2 separate regions of the Sus scrofa genome follow, and region 2 is linked to region 1. Evidence: chromatin contacts called from public HiChIP or PLAC-seq data. All regions are on one chromosome and are shown on one strand. Each heading gives the region's core, a stretch centred on a gene start, on an enhancer-like site or on the middle of the called end of the contact. The rest is flanking DNA. Distances are from core to core; before and after follow the strand shown. Region 1 overlaps CRYZL1 (crystallin zeta like 1). Region 2 overlaps ITSN1 (intersectin-1).

The links. HiChIP or PLAC-seq counts read pairs in DNA pulled down with a chosen protein or histone mark.
Region 2: an H3K27ac HiChIP or PLAC-seq map of alveolar macrophages shows a contact between it and region 1. The contact joins two enhancer-like sites. A contact is called at or near these places in 1 of 47 Hi-C or Micro-C datasets (liver) and 1 of 2 datasets of contacts at active chromatin or transcription factors (alveolar macrophages).

Annotation. Positions count from the first base shown.
Region 1 is chr13:197,224,492-197,229,912 of Sscrofa11.1, forward strand. CRYZL1 (crystallin zeta like 1) reads right to left here. Exons shown (of 13, transcript NM_001098596.1): 5 at 2,553-2,597; 6 at 977-1,045. Among named protein-coding and RNA genes, the nearest start is that of CRYZL1, 21 kb to the right of the region's middle. Within about 2 kb of position 3,785, at least 3 of the 83 cell types and tissues checked have an H3K27ac peak or open chromatin away from gene starts, as enhancers often do. A contact at or near this core is called in alveolar macrophages, where this site is marked.
Region 2 is chr13:197,396,984-197,402,074 of Sscrofa11.1, forward strand. ITSN1 (intersectin-1) reads left to right here. Exons shown (of 42, transcript XM_021070946.1): 17 at 138-265; 18 at 4,692-4,921. Among named protein-coding and RNA genes, the nearest start is that of ITSN1, 98 kb to the left of the region's middle. Within about 2 kb of position 2,563, at least 2 of the 83 cell types and tissues checked have an H3K27ac peak or open chromatin away from gene starts, as enhancers often do. A contact at or near this core is called in alveolar macrophages, where this site is marked.

The DNA.
Region 1 (5,421 bases), core at 2,535-5,034:
CCTTCACGGGACCACGCTAAATTATTTCCTAATGCGTTGGTACTAATTTACACTCCTTGTGCATGTAAGGTTCAACTGCCCACATCCTTGCCAACATGTGGGATGGTCAAACTTCCTAACTTTGTCAGTCTCATGGATGCATAATGGTATCTCTAAGCGGTTTTAATTTGCTTTCCCCTGATTACTAGGGCGATCCAACATCTTTTCACTATGGTTTCATGAAGAGTGTGGTGTGTATTTTAATTGTGGTGTTCATTTTAATTTAAATATTCAAGAATAAAATTAATCTAAGAAAAACTGTAAATTAACATTTAAATTGAACACTGCGTCAAAAGATATTAGCAATAGATGCCAAGTGTTCTTGAGTCTTTTGCCTTTTTTTTAGGGCCATGCTCTTGGCACAGTCTAGGGGTCAAATGGGAGCTGCAGCTGCAGGCCTACACCACAGCCACAGCAACGCAGGATCTGAGGCAAGTCTGTAACCTACATCACAGCTCATGGAAATGCTGGATTCTTAACTCACTGAGCGAAGCCAGGGATCGAACCTGTATCTTCATGGATACTAGTTGGATTTGTATCCACTGTGCTACAACAGGAACTCTTTCTTGAGTCTTTTCTGACTCAGATGCTACATATACTGTCTAGATTTTATACACTAAAAAATTTCACTTAATAACCAAGAAAAAGAAGTAAAAAAATCTGATTAGGGATATACCTTCAGAGCCAAGGGAGAAATGGCTTTTCAACCTTCTCACCATGAGCAGGATAGGGAAAACATAAAAGTCTACATACTGTTTAGTTTGAACACGAATTTTATCGATACAAGATGTAAGTTAGTAATAATTCATGTGACCACCCAACAGTTATTTTTTAGATACACTCAAGGCAGATGCAAAAAATTACATTGTTACAAAACCCCACAGATATCTGTGAAATAAGACTTAAACGAGCTCCGAAAGATGGAGCTGCCACATACCCAAGTAATGCTCGTGGACTCGAACAACTTCACAAAGTCCAGGGTCTTCAGAATCCAGGGGTAAAATTCCTGAAAAGTACAAGGAGAAATGTAAGGGATTCAAGCCCCAAATAAATTCATTTCTAATGAAAGGCCAGTAAGCATTAGTCCAAATTTTCTGCAGAGGAATTTCGAGTAAGGTTTCAATAACTACCAGTGTAGGTAAAGGGGAGATTTCAGAAATTAGGAAGAGGATAGTTTATTTTCTTTTTCTTATCTTTTTTTTTTTTTTTTTTTTTTTTCTGTTTTTTCCAGGGCCACACCTGCGGCATATGGAGGTTCCCAGGCTAGGGGTCCAATTGGAGCTGTAGCCACTGGCCTACGCCAGAGCCACAGCAACGCAGGATCCGAGCCGCATCTGTAGCCTACACCACAGCTCACGGCAATGCCGGATCCTTAACCCACTGAGCAAGGCCAGGGATCGAACCCGAAACCTCATGGTTCCTAGTCGGATTCGTTAAGCACTGAACCACGATGGGAACTCTGAGGATAGTTTATTTTCTGATATGAACACCATAATACCTGTCCTACCTCTCTATTTTCTTCCTCTTTTTTCACCTCTGAGTGACGGGAATGGTGGCGGCTGATGTACGGAGCCCGGTCAGAAGCGTGGGGGCACCTGGGTTCCTCTCTAAACTCGTCCCCAATGCACAGCTCCTTCACACAGCTTGGTTCTATAGCACAGTTCAGTCTGCTTCCAGTAAAATCCCATTTTCCCCTGAGCAAGTCTGATTTTATTTCTGGTCTCTTACAAAAAGAACCTTGACTAATACAATGTCACTGACTTCTTGGGCAATTAAAAAAGATGAGACAGATGGAGTTGCTGTCATGGCGCAGTGGAAATGAATCTGACTAGGAACCATGAGGTTTCAGGTTCGATCCCTGGCCTCGCTCAGTGGGTTAAGGATCTGGCATTGCCACGAGCTGTGGTGTAGGTCACAGACTCGGCTCAGATCTGGCGTTGCTGTGAGCTGTGGTGTAGGCTGGTGGCTACAGCTCCGATTGGACCCTTAGCCTGGGAACCTTCATGTGCCGAGTGCATGGCCCTGAAAAGACAAAAAAAAGCCAAAAAAAAAAAAATTGCAAAATGGCATTAACTATGGATTTTTTTAAAAAAATTTAAAGTTTCTAGTAAATTTTTAGTTTTTCAAGGATAGTAAGGGAGAAGCTCTGTACAATTCAAGTTGGATGTGGAGAGTGGAGCTGGGAGACAACCAAGTCAGTCTGTGGTCTTCAAACAGATGAACTGGGACTTTTTTTTTCCTCTGGAACCTTCAGCCTAGCTATAGGCTGGGGCCAATCAGAGAAGGGCTGCACCAAAGACAATAACAACTACCGGTCATCTATCTATCATATCTACAGCCAAATAGTCAAAAGTCTCTTTATCAATGGATATTTGAGAGTAAATGCCAAAACTCGAGTAAGTACTTTTATATGACACAAGGTTGCAATAAACATTAACAACTGCATAGCAAAAAGGAAGAGACAACAGTAAAACAGAGGGCTTGAAATAGGACTAATACAACCTGTAACTTACCAACTACTTCATCATCTGGTTCGAAGAATGATACCTTGCTTCCAACTAAAGAGTGGAGAAAATTAATCATCAGTATTATCAGGTTATTAAATATAACCTATTAAAAATTTTTTTTGGTCCTTTATCCTTTTAGGGCCGCACCCATGGCATATGGAGTTTCCCAGGCTAGGAGTCTAATCGGAGCTGCAGCCGCCGGCCTACGCCAGAGCCACAGCAACACCAGATCCGAGCCATGTCTGCAATCAACAGCACAGCTCATGGCAACACCGGATCCTTAACCCACTGAGCGAGGTCAAGGATTGAACCCGTAACCTCATGGTTCCTAGTTGGATTTGTTTCCGCTGTGCTGTGACGGGAACTCCTAAAATAAATTTTAAAAGCTACGGACTGATAAAAAGTCACTAAGTCAGAGACAAGGTCAAGAACTCCTAGGACATTTTGATAGCCTCTAAGGACAAGATGGAACACTTCAAATCTGGATTCTTTACAAAATCTGGGTCATGTGGTTGTGGATATCTTGGAGAAGGATGTCTCTCTGTTTAGCTAAGGATGAAGGAAAAAAGGAAAATAACCCAGTCCATAGCTCTTACGATAATTACACTGGATACCTAGGGTTCCCCACCTCCTGTGGCTACTCTAGCCCATCATTATTTTAGTGGCAGAATTTCAGATGCACAATGGGGAATTCTGGTTAGAGATCCATACAAAATTACTTCAATTTGGGATTACAAAAATAAATTCAGAATTGTGCCAAGAAATCTGGGGCACTATACAGAAGGGATAGTTACGAGAAAAGGTCTCCATCATCAGTCAGTTCTTTAGAATATTTCTGTTCTGATAGTTACAGTCGGAAATAGGAGTAAAAAAACCAAACCTCCTTGAATGCCTACTTGTGCCAGAATTTTAGCACATGATCACATTTAATCTTCAAAGCATACTTATTGAGCAGATATTACTATTCTTTTTTTTTTTTTTTTTTTTTTTTTTTTTTTTTTTTTTTTTTTTTTTAGGGTCACACCTGTGGCATATGGAGGTTCCCAGGATAGGAAACCTAGAGCTAGGAAACCAGGAGCTACAGCTGCCCGGCCTATGCCACAGCAATGTCAGATCCTCAACTCACTGAACGAGACCAGGGATCGAACCTTCAACCTCATGGTTCATAGTTGGACTCACTTCCGCTGTGTCATGACGGGAACGCCCAGACATTACTGTTCTTGTTTAACGGATGAGGAAGCTGAGGTGGAGCAGGGAAGTGAGCGAGAAGCCTGCTGCATAAAAGTGGCCTCTCTGGCCCTGGCAACCAAAAGGCCCCAGTTTGCTGCTGCTTTGCATTCCTCCTGTGCCATCATCCCCAATACTTTTTGCTTCGGTACTTTACTCTTTCCCTTCTGCTGAGGATTCCTGTCTTCCTGAAATCACTCTGATCCTTTCTTTTTGGCTTGCTTCATTTTTAATTGTCCTTCAAACAGTGGCACTGACAAAGGTTCTATGCTGTCTGTACAGCTCTTTCACTTCTCTCTCCCTGAATGAGCTCATCAACTTGCTATTATTTTATTTAATTTATTTATTTATTTTTGTCTTTTGTCTTCCTAGGGCCATACCCGTGGCATATGGAGCTTTCCAGGCTAAGGGTCCATTTGGAGCTACAGCTGCCAGCTTACGCCACAGCCACAGCAATGCCAGATCCGAGCCATGTCTGTGACCTACACCAAGCTCACGGCAACACCAGATCCTTAACCCACTGAGCAAGGCCAGGGATCGAACCCGCAACCTCCTGGTTCCTAGTCAGATTTGTTTCCACTGCACCAATCCAACTTTCTATTATTTTAAATACAACCTGTAAACTGACAACTTTCAAATCGATGTATTTCCAGCCTAGATCACTCACCTCTGAGCTGAAAGTTACTAGATATTTCCAGGGGGATACCACTTAGCCACTCTGAATGCAAGTATAAATCCTAAACTCAGGGTCTTTCTCCAAATCAGATCCCCTTCCCTTATCCATGTGGCAGCAATTCATAGCTTAACCAGAATCTTGTAAACCATTCCTGGCTTTGACCTGTTTTAGATTAACCTGGTCCAGTCAATTATTAAGTTCTGCTGATACTGCACTGTCAGTGTGTCTTGGATCCATTCGCCACCTCTGCCACCACTGTCTCCACTAAGTTCTGGGCTTTGCCATTTTGCGCCTATTGGTCTACAACCCAAACAGTCCTCTTGCCTACAGCCTGCTTTGCCTCCCTTTTGAAGCTGCCCTTTCAATGGCCACTCTAATACTCTCTCTACAACCAAATCTGAGATATGAGCTCAGCATGGATCTGGCCCTCGCCTACCCTCTTGCCTAATTTTGGGGCAGGGAAGGAATCAGCATTCATATCGTTAAAATACTTTGTTCAGTATCTTCTCTAATGACTCTGAGTAGAATTTTGAGGGAGAATTTTCTTGACAAAATGTTTTTCTGCTGCCAAGTACCTTGCCTATGACTCCTGCCTAGAACTTAATTTTGTTCCAGCAACACCAAACTCTGTAATTCTTATATATATCACATTATTACTTGCTTTTGTGTCTTTGCTCAAGAGATCTTCTCTGCTGAGTGTGATTTTCCTCCTGAGGCCCCTTTCAGTCTGGGTGACTTCCTCCGAGAACCTTTCCCAACCTTCTGGCTGGGTGGGCACCTCTCCTTGGAGCTTTCAGAATAATCTGCTCATGCCTGTATATCTCTGTCTCTACCCCAGATTGTGAACTCTTGCAGGGCAGGGACTTTGTCTTATTTATCTTCACATCCTAAGCACTTAGCAAGTCTTCATTAAATGAGGAATAAGTGAATGATTGATTGATTGGTTATCTTCTGGCTGTTTTACTTCTTACT
Region 2 (5,091 bases), core at 1,313-3,812, 170 kb after region 1:
AACATTTTTCGAACCTGAAGCGTTATTGCCTATGTGGCTGGGCTACCCCCCCGCCTCGGAAACGTTGCATGTTGATAAACAGTGGAAATGCCCATCGGCACGTGTCGTTACACACACGGTTTCTTGGTTATTTACAGGAGCTCCGAGAAATCCATAATAAGCAGCAACTCCAAAAACAGAAGTCCATAGAGGCTGAACGACTGAAACAGAAAGAACAAGAGCGAAAGATCATAGAATTAGAAAAGCAAAAAGAAGAAGCCCAAAGGTGAGTCTTTTCTGTGGCTCACGGACCCATCTGGAAGGCACTTGGAGTATTTACTGTTCTTTGCCGGGCTTCTCCAGATGCACTATATATACGCGTGTGTTAGTGCAAACACATGCATATATAAATCTTTGCCTGTATAAATACCCCCTGAAGTTTCTGATGAGTTCCCAGAGCTCTCTCAGGCTATGGCTGTGTAGATAAATGGACTTATACAGGGAAATTGGACTGCTTGGGATGCTCATTTGCATGCCAATACCAAAATACGTTTCCAGTTCACAGCCTTTTAATAACAGTGGCCCTCTGAGTCCTGGGTTTGAAATCAAAGTCCCCGAGGTCCCTGGCCATATACGGTGGGTTTCTTCAGTTGGCCTGACCGCGTGCCATTTTTTCAACCGCAATTAAACTTGAGCACAAATGGAGAAAAAAGTACTCTTGCTGCTGAGAACACAGATGCATTTTTGTTTTGGTTTCGTTTGAGTATTTGTCTTTGTAGTCTTTCATTTTTATTTGTTACGTTTGTAGGAGATTGTAGAAATGTATCGCTTAACTTTTGGTGTGTCTGATTTCGTTATTGGATATTTTGCTTTTTCCGCTTCAAACTGGTTTTAGGGTCCTAAGAAATAAAAAGAATCAAATATCCCAATGATATACAGTAAATTCGAAAAACTGGTTATTCAAATCAGACAAAAAAGATGAAGAAATAGATACTTTAGGCAAGTCATTGACTTTTACTGGGCTGAACTCAGTTTAACTGCCAAGGTGCACTTCTACGCTTTTGTTATGAGTGCATGCTAGTATCTTGTTTTTTTGTTTTTTCATGCCTGTGTGTTGGTAACTAGGTTTGCAAACCAATTTACAGGACTATTTTATGGTTTTCTTTGGGGGTAGGTTTAGGACCATGTCCCAAGGAATAATTCCTTGAGTGTGTTGATTAGCTCCAACTCCATTCTTTTCTTTTTTCTTTTCTTTTTTTTTTGCTTTTTAGGGCCACACCTTTGGCATATGGAGGTTCCTGGGCTAGGGGTTGAATCAGAGCTACAGCTGCCAGCCACAGCCATAGACACAGCAACTTGGGATCCAAGCTGCATCTGCGACCTACACCACAGCTCACTGCAACACCAGATCCTTAACCCACTGAGCGAGGCCAGGGATCGAACTCGAAACCTCATGGTTCCTAGTCAAATTTGTTTCCACTGCACCACTACAGGAACTCCCTCCATTCTTTTTTTGTCGCCAAAGTTTATTATTTACAATATACTGCCCCGGAGTTTTGCATTCCTTCAGAGTTGAAATAAACACACAGTGTCATGATACAGAAAGTCTCAATTTTCTGCTTATAGTTTTATGATAAATAGTACCCAGAATTTAACTTCAGAAATTACATGGTTATGTGCTTTTATAAATGATGATCTTGAAAGTTCCCTTGTGGTGCAGCAGGTGAAGATCTGACGTTACTGCAACTGCAGTATGGAGTCAATCCCTCGCCCAGGAATTGCCACATGCCATGGGTGTGGCCATAAAAAAAAAAAGGCTGACCTTTATAAGAAAATTTTATTGTGGTTTTGTTGTTGTTACGAATAGCAATCTCCCTACCCCTCCAAAAAGTTTTTTATGCTTTTTTTCTCTCTCTTTTTTTTTTCTTTTTCTTTTTTTGGCTGTCCTGAGGCATATGGAGTTTCTGAGCCAGGGCCACAGTCAAGACCTAAGCCACAGTTGTGACAATGCTGGATCCTTAACCCACTGTACCAGGCCGGGGATCGAACCCGTGTCCCACTGCTCCCAAGATGCCACTGCCGATCCTGTTGTGCCACAGCAGGAACTCCTTTTATGCTTTCTTAAAAGATGTTTTGAAAATTGTAAGTGAAATGCTTCAGATTTAAATTAAAAAGAATTCTACTGGGAGTTCCCATCTTGGCACAGCGGAAATGAATCCGACTAGGAACCATGAGGTTGTGAGTTTGATCCCTGGCTTCGATCAGTGGGTTAAGGATCCAGCATTGCCGTGAGCTGTGGTGTAGGTGGCAGATTCAGCTCGGATCCCCCCCTTGCTGTGGCTGTGGTGTAGACCAGAAGCTACAGCTCTGATTGGATCTCTAGCCTGGGAACCTCCATGTGCCTCGGGTGTGGCCCTAAAAAGACAAAAGGAAAAAAAAAAAAAAGAATTCTACTGCACTTAATCTTCACATTTATCCAGGGAGGAAATAAGTATAATATTTAAGAAATGAGAATAGAAGTTTTATTTGTTTACATTATGTTCCCTTGGCAGTTTCCTAATTCCAGGAGATGATGACCTGTGTGCATTAGTCACGTCACAGACCAGCAGTTTAGGGTGTGGACTTGAGAACCAGGCTGCCTGGGTTATTCCTCCTTCTCTGTCATTATTCTTATCTGCAGAAAGCAGGTGATAATGGTAGGCCCTCCCTACCTAGTATAAGGGTTAAAGTAGTGAACAAACGTGGAGGACTAGTTATTATTAGTGATACCAGTTCCTATTGCACATTAGTTTCACCTAAAGTATAATCACTTAAAGTATTTTCTGATTTTATAAAATATTATGGAATGAGGAAAAAATCATTTCCGGTCTTTTCTACAGATTTCGGGTTGATGCCATCAGACTTTCCAAGGCCTAGATTTAATTGCAGTTTATCTCTTTGTGTCAGCTCCTTCAGAAAACAAAGTAGTTGGATTCAGTAAAATATATAGAACCTGTCCCTTAATAAGGGATGGTTACTACCTCAAGGGTTCAAAGTCACCTATTGCTTTCTGCTTCAGTTCTGTGGAGCTACTTGTGTGCAGGTAAATGTGTGTGTCCCCTCAGTGATCCCATTGCTCATGGACCATTGCTGTGTTTTAAAGTTTATGGAGTTCCCATCATGGAACTCCGACTAGGAACCATGAGGTTGTGGGTTCGGTCCCTGCCCTTGCTCAGTGGGTTAACGATCCGGCGTTGCTGTGAGCTGTGGTGTAGGTTGCAGACGCGGCTCGGATCCTGCGTTGCTGTGGCTCTGGCGTAGGCCGGTGGCTACAGCTTCGATTCGACCCCTAGCCTGGGAACCTCCATATGCCGCGGGAGCGGCCCAAGAAATAGCAGCAACAACAGCAACAACAACAACAACAAAAGTTTATTTAAGTATAGTCAATTTGCAGTGTTAATTTCTGCTGTACAGCAAAGCAATTCATATATATGTGTGTGTGTGTTTATATTCTTTTTCACGTTTTTTTTTAATATGGTTTGTCATAGGATATTGAGTGTAGTTCCCTGTGCTGTACAGTAGGTAGGACCTTTTTGTTAATCCGTCCTATACATAATAGTTTGTGTCTGCTAATCCTAAACCCCCACCACCCTCTCCCCCTTGGCAACCACGAGTCTGTTCTGTGTCTGAGTCTGTTTCTGTTTTGTAGATAAGTTTTTTATGTTTTTTTTTTCTTTGTTTGTTTGTTGTGCTTTTTAGGGTCGCACCTGCAGCATCTGGAGTTCCCAGGCTAGGTCGAATCAGAGCTGCAGCTGCTGGCCGTAGCCACAGCCACATCCACAGCAATGTGGGACTTGAGCCATGTCTGTGACCTATGCTACAGCTCACGACAACGCCAGATCCTTAACCCATTGAGCAAGGCCAGGGATCAAACCCACATCCTCATGGATACTAGTTGGGTGCTTTACTGCTGAGCCACAATGGGAACTCCTGTGTTATATTTTATATTCCACATGTAATTGATATCACATGGCATTTATTTGTCTTTATCGTTCTGGCTTCGCTTAGTATGACAATCTCTAGGTCCATCCATGTTGCTGCAAATGGCATTATTTCATTCTTCTTTATGACTGAGTAGTATTCTATTATGTGTGAGTGTGCGTGTGTGTGTGTTCCATTATGTATGTGTGTGTATCCGTATATGTATGTATCACATCTTCTTTATCCATTCATCTCTGATGGGCATTTAGTTCATTTCCATATCTTGGCTTTTGCATATAGTGCTGCTGTGAAATAAGGGGACATGTATCTTTTCAAATTACAGCTTTGTCTGGATATATGCCCAGGAGTAGGATTGCTGGATCATAACCCACGGACTTACTTGCGCAGTATTTCATTTGCAGTGTTGCGTGTACATTCTCGTCGTGAAAGCTACGTTCCTGTGTGTTTTACAGCTTTTCTTCTTGGCAGTTTTAAAATGAAGAACTATTTTTGTTATTTTTCTACTCGCTTTGTCAGACAAATCAGAAATTTTCTTTCTGTGTTTCTCTAAATCCCGTGATGTCCTTCTCCCTGAGAGCCTCCGTTTCGCGGATTCAGATCCCTCCATCTGAAGAACAGGGTCCCTTGATGTGTAGCACCCCATTGACTCGATGGAGCTTGTTGTGAAAAGAGGTCACGGCAGTGTTACCTGGGAGCTGCTTCCGTGCTGTAATCAGGCGTTTTGTTGACAGACGCGCTCAGGAGAGGGACCCGCCGTGGCTTGAGCACATGCACGCTGATGAGGAGCAGCCCCGGCCAAGAAAACCGCACGAGGAGGAAAAACTCAGAAGGGAAGAGAGCGTCAAAAAGAAGGACAGCGAGGAAAAGGGCAAACAGGAAATGCAGGACAAGCTGAGTCGGCTTTTCCATCAACACCAAGAACCAGGGAAACCAGCGGTCCAGGCGCCCTGGTCCACCGCAGGTACGAGAGCAAATGAGTTGGCTTTTGTCCCCCCAGATCCTCTTGGGAAACATCCCTGTCTCCTCAGGCTCCGTCTGCGCTGTGAATCGAGGTAAGAACCGCAGTGTCTTTTTTGGGACAGAGCAGCTGTTCGTCCTCCAGCATCAGTGGGTGATGGTTAAGATCTTCCA